Regions from separate parts of the Mus musculus genome. Here all the other regions are linked to region 2. A link is a contact called in public ChIA-PET, HiChIP or PLAC-seq and Micro-C data. All regions are on one chromosome and are shown on one strand. Each heading gives the region's core, a stretch centred on a gene start, on an enhancer-like site or on the middle of the called end of the contact. The rest is flanking DNA. Distances are from core to core; before and after follow the strand shown.

Region 1 (3,000 bases), core at 487-2,986, 350 kb after region 2:
TAACTATTTGGGAAGCTATGGTAAGAAACTAGGCATGAGGCAACAAAATCAGAGATGGGATGGAGACACAAGGCTGAGGGGGTTGAGAGTTCAGGCTCTTACCGAAGCCAATGTTGACTGCCTGCCTTATTTATCGGTTGTGCTGTCTTGGGCACATGACTCACACTTTGAACCTCATTTTAGTAAAACTGGTACTAGACACCAGGAGGCCGTGGACTGTAAACTGCACACACGAGTGGCACAGGTATGGCGTGTAGGGCCCCATTGTTCCTTGCGCATCCTTCCATTTAGTTTAGGTTAACAACCTCTCACTAATACACTCTTGCCCCAAGGGGAGCCGTCAGGTAACAGTCCTGTCTTCTGGTGCTCACAGGACATCCAGCAGGTAAATAAATGGCAAATAGAACCTGCAGACAGACCCAAGGAAAATGGTGCAGGTGGGGGTGGAGGTGCAAAGTGATTCTGATCGATGCACCCTCTGCATCTCCTCTCCCTGGGTAAGGTCTTCTGGTCTGGAGGTCACTCTGCCTGGCACCTGCAGGCTAAGCCTGTGGTGCTCAGTCTGCAGCATACAGCAAGAAGTAAATAGAACAAGAGGGTGGTTGCCATGCGGGCAGCGGCAGGAAGCAGACGCTCTCTGAAGCCTGATGCAAGTTAGAGAGGAATATAAGGAGGGCAAAGGGAGCCCATGCTAACCCTGGATGAGGGGGAAGACGCTTCACTGTGAAGAGAAGTCTTAGCCTTGGTGCCGGCTGGCCTATATGAACTCCTCATCTACTTACTGGGACGACTACATCTGGATGCAGAATCTGCTGCACATTACACGGAATTGGGGGCTGATCCTGCCTTTTAATCTCTCTTTAAACCTCCATTGTAAAAGGATCCGAAGCACCTCGGACCGCAAAACAAACTTTCACCTCTTTCCTGCATAAGGCTCCTCTCCAAACTGACTTTCTAACCTTTTTCCTCTCATGACTGTGCTCCTCAGCTTCCTACTTCTGCTCAGCCAATCTCTCCACTTGGATCTCCCCCCTCCCCATTTCCCAGAACCACCTTCCAGAGGCCATTCCTCCTTTGGAATGTGGGGGGCCTGAGTTACCTGACTGTTGCGCACTTCCCGAGGGTTTAGGGTCCCTCGTTTTCTAGGCACTGCGCATGCCCTGCACCTAGCAGACACTTTATAAACCTAGGGTTAGGGTTCTGTTTGTTGCCCCGGTGCTTTTGCTGCTTCCGTTTCATCCTTGGACAGTCCCTTCCCCCATCACACGCCAGGTCCTTTGCGATCCCCACTCCCACGCCCATTCCTCCGGCCCCACACGCCCCCGTCGCCCAGAGAACCGCTACCCCGGCGCACAGCCGCGCCCCGCGCCGCTCACCTGTTTCTGGATGTCCCGCACGCGCTGCTCGTGCAGGCGCGGCGCACTGCTCAGCTTGAACACCACCCAGGCGCGCACGTAGTAGTAGATATCGAAGATGAGCGAGAGCGGCAGCAAGAAGAGGCACACGAACACCCAGCGCTGGTGGATGAGAACGAACTCCAACCCCTTCACTCGCACCCAGAGCAGAAAGAGCAGCGCGCACACGGCCAGCGACACGGCGGGCTCCATGGTGTCGCGGCGCACCGCGCGGAAGGGTGCGGGCTCGCGCCGCCCGTCTCCTTCGCCCGCTCCGCGCTCCGCCGGCTCAGCGCCTGCCGCCACCGCCCCGGGAGCCTGTAAGTCGGGCCCGCCGCCTCGCGATTGGCTTGGGTCGCCAAGGTTCGGTGGGCCGAGACCCAGGCGGCGACCAATGGTGAGCCGCGCCGGGGATCGGACCAGGGAGCCGCTGCGTTCATTGGCTGCGGGAACCGGGATGCTCCACCCTCTTCTAGTCGGCGTGCGAGGAGGGGCTGACCTGGGCTGGGGGCGCTGGTAGGGTCGGCAAGCGGCGGGCTTGGCGGGGTTTAGGGCTCTCGCTCTGGAGGCAGCGGGACCACCCTTGATCTCCTCCTTGGGTGGTGCCTCCCGTGGACACACGTCAAGCAGTTGTGCATTGGGTTACCTCCCCAGGGTGGGAGGCGCTCCAGACAACCACCCTGCAACCCTGGCAGGAGAGCCTCTGGCCTTGACCGGGGCAGGTCATGACACTCTGTAGGCACATGGCCAGGAGGGGGAATCCTTTCAATTTTCAGGGCGTTTACCATAAATGCATTTGAACTACCCCCCTTAGCAGTTCTGGGCCGTGGGTAGCTGGGACCCCCATTTTAAAATACGCGATGGTGAATTCCACCTGTCGAGTAATTTTAAAAAGCACAGAGGCGTTGATGGCATTCTTCCATGCTGAACCCAAAGTGGATGGAGGCTTGGAGACAGGAAGAAAGAGCTTCAAGGCGGCATGGCAGCCCTAGATTAAGAGTAAGAACCCAGCACATGGCCCCGGCCTTGCGGAGCAACCAGGCCAGGCTGCGGAACAACCTCTGACCTCGCCAGAAGCTTGAGTCCGGTGGTATTTGCACTTTCCCTGAACAGGAGGAAGCTCTGAAGATTTTTCAAACCTCCCAGGGCCTTGTCTGCTTCACGTGTCTTTCCTTCCCCCCCCCCCCCCCCTTCCACCTTTGTCCGGACACGGACTCGGGCACTCCATTCTGCCATCCTTTATAGCGCCACCTTCCACCTTCGGTGAATCTGTCCCTAGAAGGCTCTTTCCCCATTGTATCACCGAGGTAAAGCACTACACAGCCTAGAGATTCGCGAGGTGCCACTTCTAAAGCCAAGTTTATGTACTTCTTTCAGAGGCTCACAGTTCTTTCCATTTTTATATAATTGTCCCTTTATGTGTCTCTCCCTCCTACAGATGGAGCTTTAGGGCAAACAACACCTTGTTATTACAGCACTTTTGAATTTCCAATTTGTGGCATAATGACTAGGGCATTGTAAGGCACACCGTTGTTGACCAAAGGATAAGTGAAGAATGTATGTGGGAGTTCAAATATCCAATAGAAATCAAAGTTCAAAGTGAGAG
Region 2 (3,133 bases), core at 304-2,803:
GGTGTCAAGAAACTGGATGCTAGGGAAAGAGAAGGAGTCCCACTCACCTCTGATAAGAAGGTCTGTGCAGATTTCTGTGCTCCTACGTGCAGTAAATATTCGTAGACGTATAAAGCTAACCTGGAAAGTGAGGAGTGAGAGGAGAGAGAGAGAGAGAGAGAGAGAGAGAGAGAGAGAGAGAGAGAGAGAGAGGTCAGATCACATTAAGGCTCGCTCTGGACCCTGCCAGTGACTGTGAGCCCGGTCTGTGCCATCCCATTGTGGCCACGACAAGAGGTGAGTACCTATCACCCCAGACAGAACAGCTAGTGGGTGGGTACCACAGACAAGCTGCACCAAGCCGCGGGAGCCGGAGACCGGTCCCCAAACTTGAACTTCCAAGTGGCACTGGGACTAAACCCACCTAGGTCTCGCAAACTCGCAAGCCCCTTACAAGAGCCCTGCCTGAGCCACCCTCCTTTTCCCAGCCCACTTCAGCTCCCTGCTTTAGCCCAGCTTTGGGGTCCGAACGGACTCGGTCCCAGTCCGGGTACTTGGCGCGCTCTGGAGAGGGCAGCAAAGCGCCGCCCTCAGCATCTCCCCCTCAAACAACTGTCCCCCAAGCCTGGGGCCGGGCCGGCGCCGCCAGCCCAGCCCAGCCCAGCCCGGACGCCCCGGAGCGCACCGGGCTGACGGGGAGGCCGCTGGCTGGGTAGGGAGAGCGCTCCCGGGCGAACAAAGCCCCCGGCACGCACTCCTCACGCCGCGGGCGGACAAAAGGAGCCTTCGGGGCTGCAGAAAGCCACGCGCCCCCTGCCCGCACTCGGTGGGCAAAGTAAGGGCCCCGCGCCCAGCGGGCCGAGCGCACCGGCTCCGAGTGGGACCTCGCCCACCCTCGTCGCGGACCCCCGCGCCCGCTCTGCCCCGCGCCTACCAACTACCCTCGCCCACCGCTGCCCTGCCGCCCCTTCAGGGTGCCCCAGCCTCCGCCGGCGCCCAACAATGGGCTCTCCACGCCACCGCCGCCGCCGCGGGGCAGAGACCCGGGCCCCAGGGGCACCAGGCGGCGCGACCCCCGCGCCCACCTGCCTCCCGCCACCCGCGGCGCGGCCCCACTCGCGAGAGGCTTACTTTTCCCGAGCCTGCCCGTCCGAGGGCACCGCCGAGCCTTTGCCTTTGGCAAACATGGCTTGCAGAGAAGAGGGCGCCGAGCCCGCCGCCGCCGCCGCCGCTACCGTCCGGTCTCCCGAGCTGCCCTGCTCCCGGCCCCCTCCCGGCGCTCGCCCGCTCGCTCGCACTCCGCTCGCCGCGCTCCCTCCCTCCCAGGCGCAGGCTCCGCGCTCTTTCCAGCTGTCAAAGCGTCAGCCCCGGCCGCGGCCCCATCGCCCTGGAACTCCTCCCGCGCCGGCTCGGCCTGAGCTGCGCCGCCGCCCGCCCGAAGCCTGCAGCTCGCTTGCTCGCGGCCCGCGCGCCCGCCGCCCGGCTCCGCCTGCGCCGCCCTCTGCGCCTTCAGCACCGCTGCCGCTGCCGCCGCCGCCGCCGCTGGTCTACTTGGAGCTCAACCGAACGTGGCTGCCCCGGCAGGAGCGCGGCGGGCGTCCACGCCCCGCGACGGACGGCCGCGGCGGCCAATCGGCGCGCGGGGGCGGGCCTGGAGGCCGAGAGGGACGCCTGTCAGCACGGCCGCGCCAGTCCCGCTGCGCCTCCTCCGCGAGCCGCTGCCCGCTCGTGCCCCGGCCGGGGGAGCGGGGGGCGAGCCTTGGCGTTGGGGTGGGGCGGTGACTCGAGGGGCTCGGGCGTGGACTGGAGCACCCGGCCGGCGCGGCGGGGACTGGGCGCTGCGACAGCAGGCGCGGACCCCGGCTGGCCCGGCGCGCCCCTTTCCGCGTCGGCCTAGCCCCCAGCGCCCCCGCCTCCCCGTGCTGAGCGTACCCTCAGCGGGCCAGGACCCCGGCCGGCCCTGCTCCCCTCTCCGCCCCACCCCGGGCTGCCTGTGCCCAGCCCTGCCTCCCGAGCCCCGGCCAGGGCTGCACGCGGAGCTGGGCGGCCGAAGCTGGCGCCAAAGCGCGCGGCTGCTTCTTTACTAGATCGTTAAAATACTTTGGGAAACCCCAAAGTGGAGCCGCGCGAAAATGGCCCTTGGCGTGCTCCAGGCAAGCTGTAGGAGGGAAAAGAGGTCTTGGACTAGAGGGAAAGAGAGTTGATTTCTCTCAAATTTCTGAGGTTTGCTAGCCCTGGCAAGTTAGCCTCTCGCCTTTCCACGGGAAAGGGTTCCGTTTGGATGAGGGACGTCACCTGGACGCCTCGCGACTCGGAATGCGCGCCGCAGAAATCTCAAACTTCAAATAAATGGAGCTAAATTGGAGAGTAGGGGACCAGAGTCGGGCGTGGGGGGAGGGGAAGCTTCCATTGTCAATGACCCAGGTGTACAATGGGAAATGGGGGGTTGGCAGAGTGACCAAGCTTTTTGCTCACGACTCCTTTCTGTCCACTCGAGGAACCCAAAAACCTGCAGTGTATTCTCATTGGAGTCTCCAAATCAAAAACTGGTGAGATAAGGGATGGCTCCCCATTTTCATACTGTTTTTAGAGCGCGGTTCTCTTTAAATGTGATAAAACATTGTCGGCACTGTCTCTTTAAAAGAGTCAAGCAGAAAAGCTGTGTAAGCGCTGATTGGCTGCCTGTTTGGATACATCTTTAGGGGAGCCTTGAAACTGTTAGCCTAGGTTGATTTTTTTTTTTTTTAACTGCGCTGTTCCAATAAACAAGTAACGCCCCTCCCCCTAACATGCCTCACACCAAACAATTAAAGGATAGGTCAGTGTCCTGGGGAAAACACGTTTTAAGTAGGAAAACTCAGAACTAGATTTCAACAAAATAAACAATAATTCCCTACCATTAAAGTTTGCTTTTTTTGCCCTGCCGAAGAGAGAAAAGGGGTTTTTAAAAGAAATGCCCCACGGCAAACGGATCTGCACTGGTTCAGGAAGGAGACTCCGGGTGCATTTTTGGAATAATGTTCTACACTTGTAACAGCCTCCCTAAATTAGAATACAGCCAAGCACCGTGGACCCCTCTGGACTCTGCTCTCTGCTAGAAACCAGAGCTCAGACAGAAGAAGGGCAGAAAAGAGAAACACTGAGACCTAGTTTG
Region 3 (2,746 bases), core at 204-2,703, 440 kb before region 2:
ACTCTAACCCGCTCAGCTAACCATTCACAGAGGAATAACTTCAAAGGCCCTGAGCACATGAAGCACAGAAATCCAGAAGCCTTCAGAGAAATCCAGGGGTCCTTCAAGAGAGGACAACACTGGTTTCAGAGATCAGTCGGAGACGTCACAGAATGCAGAAAAATCACTGAGACAATTAGGATATGGAAGAAATCCTTCTGTGCTACTGGACAGTGTAGTGGGGATAGAGAAGGTGGGTGTGATCACCAGAGCAGGGACTCCCCCCCCACCCCCGCTACCCCAGGGTCTACAAGCTCAGGGTCTAGCCTTTGGTCCCTGATGGTAATGCAGAACTGATGTACCTTCCTATTTGTGACATACCCTGAGAGATGAAATGCCACCACCTGCTTTCCCCATTAGCTGGATTTGGCCGCTGTTACTGTCTGGTTGGGAGTGGTTATAGCTGCTGGGAGGTGGTCCATCTCTGGAGCATCAAAGAAGTAAGCCTGCAGGAAAGGAGACACAGGAGGGAGCCATGTTAATAGTCTCTGGCCCCCCCCCCCCATTATATTTGTTATCACACCAGACTGCAGCCACCTCACTGTGTATCTCCCTGACTCAACCTTTTAAAACTTAGCTCCAGCCAGGCGTGGTGGCGCATGCCTTTAATCCCAGCACTTAGGAGGCAGAAGCAGGCCAATTTCTGAGTTCAAGGCCAGCCTGGTCTACAGAGTGAGTTCCAAGACAGCCAGGGCTACACAGAGAAACCCTGTCTCGAAAAAACAAAACAACAACAACAAAAAACTTAGCTCCACTCACTGGCCATGCTATGTTGCATGCCTGACTCTTCTCAGAGACCTTAAGGGGTTGTACGATGATCTCTCCTGGCAGGTGCAGAAACTGAGGCTCACAGAGACTGTCCCTGGGTAAGTGAGCGTGGCGCATGAGCAGTGGATCCAGGACTCACGCTAGCAATTACTGTGTCACACAGGGGATACAGGGACTGTCTCTGCCTCTACCTCTGCTCTGCCAGCATCTCGGTCTGGCCTGATAGCAAGTAGCCAGATATTTATGGACTGACTTGCTAAACCAGTTAGTTGACTTTCTGCAGAGACCTCGAAAATAAGGTGCTAAGCACACCTCAGTCCCCAGGACTTGAGCTTGAGAATGAAGTGTGTGACAAGAGCTTCCGCTTGTCACTCTTAGCTGCCAGGAACCAGGAGGAGGTGATGGGACAGGGGAGGTGGCAACGAAGATCTTCCCTCCTGCCTTAAGGTCAGAGGACACTAAAGTTAGCACAGAAAAACACCAATCTTGTTAGCCTTGAGCCCCCCCTTCAAAGGGTGTGTGGGAGGGTGAAGCTGTTACTATCCCAAGGGCCACTAGATACACAGGATTCCCTTGGCATGGGTGGCTCAGGAAGATGAAAAGGTAAAAAGCTAAGAACCATTTTCAGCAGCTCTGCCCTTATTAGCCAGAAGAGGGTGCCAACACAACACACTTGGGCTTCCCAGCCTGTTCCAACCTTCATACTTAACAGATCTCTTTAGCTTCTCTTTGCCACCCGCCCCCCCACCCCCACCCCCCAGAAACTCCCTCTAGCTTATCACAGCCCCAGAGCAAACCTAATTTAAAAGTTTCTCTTGCAGCTGTTTCCTGGCACAAAGGAAGGCGATTCCTCTACTTGGGGGTCATGAGTGAGACCGAGGCCATCGTGTCTGCTCCTCAGGAACACTGAATGGGACTACCAGTGAAGGAGTGGCTCTCTTCCAGGCCACTTGAGGAAATGCTCTTCAGGAAGCTATGAGTCTCAGAGCTGAGTGGTCTGCGTTCCCTGTCTGCACTAGTTACTAGCACTGTGCCTCTAGACAGGCTTCTCTACCTCCTCGGTTTTGTCTGCAAAATTGCGGGGTGGTGGTGGAAAAAGTCTCTAAAAGGCTTTTTCTTCTAGCACAGCCAGTGATGTGGCACAGGGTCTGTGCTCAGCTCAGCCCATCCTGAGGCACTGTGGCCAGTAGGCGCCATTTTCCCTGAGCTCAGTGGTAATCATCCAAACGTGGGCTTGCCTGGCTCTCGACAACCCACCAAGGACCCACGCTCTGTGCTTCCTTCGCTGTCCCTGCCAGGTGTGTTCAGTGAAGACCTGGAGATCATTTTCCAGTGCAGTCACCGAGGGACCTCAGCAGATGTGAGGCTGCCACATACATCACTGCTCTGAAACCGAAGCACTAATCCGCGGTTCCCAGGGGAGACAGGGAAAGCCGGGCGAGGCTGTCTGCTTCAGCTGGTGCCCCTCAGCTCGAACAGCTCCCTCGCCAACTCCTCCCACCGCTTTCCAATAATTATAATGTCTTCTGACATTACATGAACAGTTTTCTTTCTCTGTTTTTCCGTATGTGTGTGTCTGTGTATGTTCACCTGTGTGTGGTATATAGGCACACATGTACATGTGTGTGCAGGCCAGAGCATAACCTCAAGTTTATTCCTCTGACACTCTCCTCCTCTTCTTCCTCCACCTCCTCCTTGATAATCACACCAGGTCCCCTCCTCACACGTAGGCTAGGCTGACTAACACTGAGCCTCACCTGTCTCCATCTCCCCAATTCTGGAGTTACAAGCATGCACCATGCTCAGCTCTTTTTATGTGGGTTCTGGAGACCGAACTAGAGTCCTCTGAAAGCACTTTACCAGCTGAGCTGTCCTCCCAGTAAACCCCTGCTCATAAGTCAAGGTGTTGCTTTTATACCTCTGAAGGGCCTGCAACTCA
Region 4 (2,700 bases), core at 20-2,519, 300 kb before region 2:
TCGCTACCCTCCTTCCTAGTTGACCTTGTCTGGCCCTCCAGATGAGGCTGAGAGCTCTCAGAAGTGGAGGGAAGCTTTAAACCCACTTTAAAGCCAGAAACTTCAGAAACTGCCCACCCAGGGCAAAGGAAGAAAAACCACACCTATGATAAGCCGCACTGAGTGACAACTTGGAAAAAGCCACCAGCATGGGGCATGACCCTGAAGCTTAGCAACCAGGGGCCTCCTTTCCGATGCCATATAACTGTGACCTGATTATTCAACCTCTCTTAGCTTCAGCTGCTTCTAGTACCCCACCCACCCAGGGTTGTCCTGAAACTGAGGTCTGCAGCCCCAGGGATCCGAGGCAGAAGGGTCTGCAAAGGGTTACAACCCTTCTTAGCATCTATCTGTTTCCTCCTTCATCAACTGTAGGCCAAGATGGACCCAGGGAGATACAAAGGTCCCGGCTGCACAGGAATTGGGGAAACATAATAAGTACAAGTGTGTGGTCCTGGCCGACTCCATCTTATGATCAACAGGAGCATCCAGGTCAGGCATGGGGGCCAGAGGTTGATTTGGAGGTCCTTGGTCTTATAGGTTCTGTGTGGTGGCCCAGCAGGCAAAAGGCACATAGTAGGCACTCAGAAAATGCTGGTAGCTGGAGAGAATGAAAAGTTCTATCCAGCAAGCAGCTGTCAGTATGGCTGGCCAGGAAGCTGGAAGCAGACCTCACCACCCACACTGGAGTAGAAGAGCTGAGTAGCCTCAGACACTCTCTACCTAGAGTCAGGTAGTTTCCAGGGAGGGACCCACAGCGCCCAGCCTGACCCCCACCTCTGTCCTTACCTTCATCTCCAGGGCGGGCTTTCCTTCTAGTGGTGATGTTACTCTCGGCATCTGCCTGGCCAAGAAACCAGAAGCAGGCTGGGCAAAATTCTGCTCTCTCACAGCCCACGCTCATCCTGGGCTTCACATTTCCACATTTCGACCCGTACAGGACCCATTCCTCCTTTGTCCTCCAAACTGACTCAGGCAGGTCCTCCTAGTGACAGTGCCCTAACACCCCTAGGTGTCCTGTGCTGCTTCTCAGTACTCATGGATCTCAGGTGGAGCGAGTCCCCAGGGCAGATGGATGTGGCCGTGGGTCCTAGGGTCCCCTCCCACAAGCCCTTTCCATCTGCAGAATGGCTCCCTAGGTCAAGAGTCAGTTCAGACCCAGGCAGCTTTTACCTGGGGGAAGACTTTGTTCATGGTTCCAACACTCATCTCCAGGAACTGAGGTGGAATAAAGAGCTCAGTGTAGAGTTCTCCACCTTGTCACCAAGGGCAGCCTGTGGGAGGGCAGGACAGCAACAGGCTTTGCTAGGGCTGTGCCCTCTCCTGTGGCACTCTCCTCCCAGGCTGCCTCCCCCACGGAGGAAAGGACAGGGGTACCTGCTCCTACCACGTCTTTCCCTAGGTTGCAGTTGGACAGTGACGCATCCAATTCCACAGATGACAAGCTGGTGTTTGTGCCTCAAGTCACACTATATGTGGGAGAGATGGAACCAAGGCTTTAACACATTTTTCTCCTCTGCATCATCAGACTGCAGGGTGGCAAGGCCCCCTGGCTGAAGGAAGCCACAGGCAGAAGTGCCATGAGTCTTGGTTCAGTGGCCAGAAGGTAGAGTTCCTTTTCTCATTGATGAACTGTTCATGTTCATTCTTCTAGACCAGAAGAATATGCACTTCTGAGGGCCAACAGGATGGCTCAGTGGATAAAGGTGCCTGCCTGAGGACCTTCGTTTGAGTCCCAGGATGAATGTGCAGATACAAGGAGAGCGCCCACTCTACATAGTTGTCCTGACTCCATACACTTCATGCGTGCACCTCTACCACACACATACACATATTAATAAATAAAAGAGAGAAAGACATATTTGAATTGTTGAAAGCATGGAGAAATATATTTTTTAGCTTTTTGGGGGTGGTATCTGGGTGGGAGCTAGCTGCTTTCCAGAATATCTTCTGTCCCAGCATGGAGTAGATTTCTTAGCAATCTAGTCTAAGGAGGAGACAGGGGCCCTGAAGCAGATGAGGATGCTCTGAGGCCCACCCCGAGGGTAGTACCCACTGCAGGTGTCCAGGAGTTCCCATCAGTGATTTCTGTGCTGGGCCATTTCTCTTGTGGTGGGAAATACAAGCCAAACCATGGAGGCTGGAGACATAGGTCGCCATCAGACTGGGCAAGCTAAGTATTGGCTCTCACAAGGACCTTGCCAATGGCTTGGGAAAGGCCCTTCCCTTCACAGGCATGTAGATGCAGGGGTGCCTGAGTGTAGGTTTCTCAGACTTGGGCACTCTGACAAGAACAGGGGACAGACGGTCTTAATGGGAAGGATCCTGGACATGCTGGTGTGGAGTGAGGGAGCTGAGGTGAAGGGAAAGACGCTGCTCACTGTTATGGGGCAGCACCTGGATTCTGCGAGGCATTTGGGGACACTGGTGAAGATGCATCTCAAAGGCACTCACCCGAGGGAAGCGGGGCACTCATCCCATCCTGCCAGCCATTGGATGAAGCTGTTGGCAATTCTCGTATCCCTAGCTTCACTGGTCTGTGGTAGGCAAGGGGGGGGGGGCAATGGCGGTTGCAAGCCAGGCTGAGAAGCCATGAAAAGGAAAAGGCCGAAGGGGGTGAATATAAACGCAAGATGGTACCTAGATTTCTTTTTTTTGTGC

Evidence for each region. HiChIP or PLAC-seq counts read pairs in DNA pulled down with a chosen protein or histone mark. A called contact is a pair of places that touch in the nucleus more often than the background predicts. ChIA-PET counts read pairs in DNA pulled down with a chosen protein or histone mark.
Region 1: a contact with region 2 is called in a Micro-C map of embryonic stem cells, with 5 times the contacts expected there. The contact joins the promoter of Dhcr24 here to the promoter of Ssbp3 in region 2. A contact is called at or near these places in 3 of 484 Hi-C or Micro-C datasets (all in embryonic stem cells), 1 of 115 datasets of contacts at active chromatin or transcription factors (pancreatic cancer cells) and 2 of 9 other capture datasets (adipose tissue and pancreatic islet).
Region 3: a RAD21 HiChIP or PLAC-seq map of pro-B cells shows a contact between it and region 2, with 4 times the contacts expected there. The contact joins the enhancer-like site here to the promoter of Ssbp3 in region 2. A contact is called at or near these places in 5 of 39 promoter capture datasets (the C10 cell line, the HPC-7 cell line, embryonic stem cells and 2 more), 1 of 15 datasets of contacts at CTCF or cohesin (pro-B cells), 3 of 484 Hi-C or Micro-C datasets (cerebellum and cortical neurons), 3 of 115 datasets of contacts at active chromatin or transcription factors (bone marrow-derived macrophages, embryonic hindbrain and forebrain) and 1 of 9 other capture datasets (pancreatic islet).
Region 4: an RNA polymerase II ChIA-PET map of memory CD8 T cells shows a contact between it and region 2, with 38 read pairs. The contact joins the promoter of Ldlrad1 here to the promoter of Ssbp3 in region 2. A contact is called at or near these places in 3 of 39 promoter capture datasets (cranial neural crest, liver and neutrophils), 3 of 115 datasets of contacts at active chromatin or transcription factors (effector CD8 T cells, memory CD8 T cells and pancreatic cancer cells) and 1 of 9 other capture datasets (liver).

The regions. Positions count from the first base shown.
Region 1 is chr4:106,559,774-106,562,773 of GRCm38.p6, reverse strand. It overlaps Dhcr24 (24-dehydrocholesterol reductase), which reads right to left and starts at 1,736. Exons shown (of 9, transcript NM_053272.2): 1 at 1,377-1,736. The coding sequence starts at 1,607.
Region 2 is chr4:106,909,890-106,913,022 of GRCm38.p6, reverse strand. Ssbp3 (single-stranded DNA binding protein 3) reads right to left here and starts at 1,553. Exons shown (of 18, transcript NM_023672.2): 1 at 1,111-1,553; 2 at 48-120. The coding sequence starts at 1,166.
Region 3 is chr4:107,348,153-107,350,898 of GRCm38.p6, reverse strand. Yipf1 (Yip1 domain family, member 1) reads right to left here. Exons shown (of 10, transcript NM_145550.3): 9 at 361-485. The coding sequence ends at 396. Among named protein-coding and RNA genes, the nearest start is that of Ndc1, 19 kb to the left of the region's middle. Within about 2 kb of position 1,453, at least 23 of the 459 cell types and tissues checked have an H3K27ac peak or open chromatin away from gene starts, as enhancers often do. A contact at or near this core is called in pro-B cells, where this site is marked.
Region 4 is chr4:107,207,713-107,210,412 of GRCm38.p6, reverse strand. It overlaps Ldlrad1 (low density lipoprotein receptor class A domain containing 1), which reads right to left and starts at 1,269. Exons shown (of 5, transcript NM_001081272.2): 1 at 829-1,269. The coding sequence starts at 943.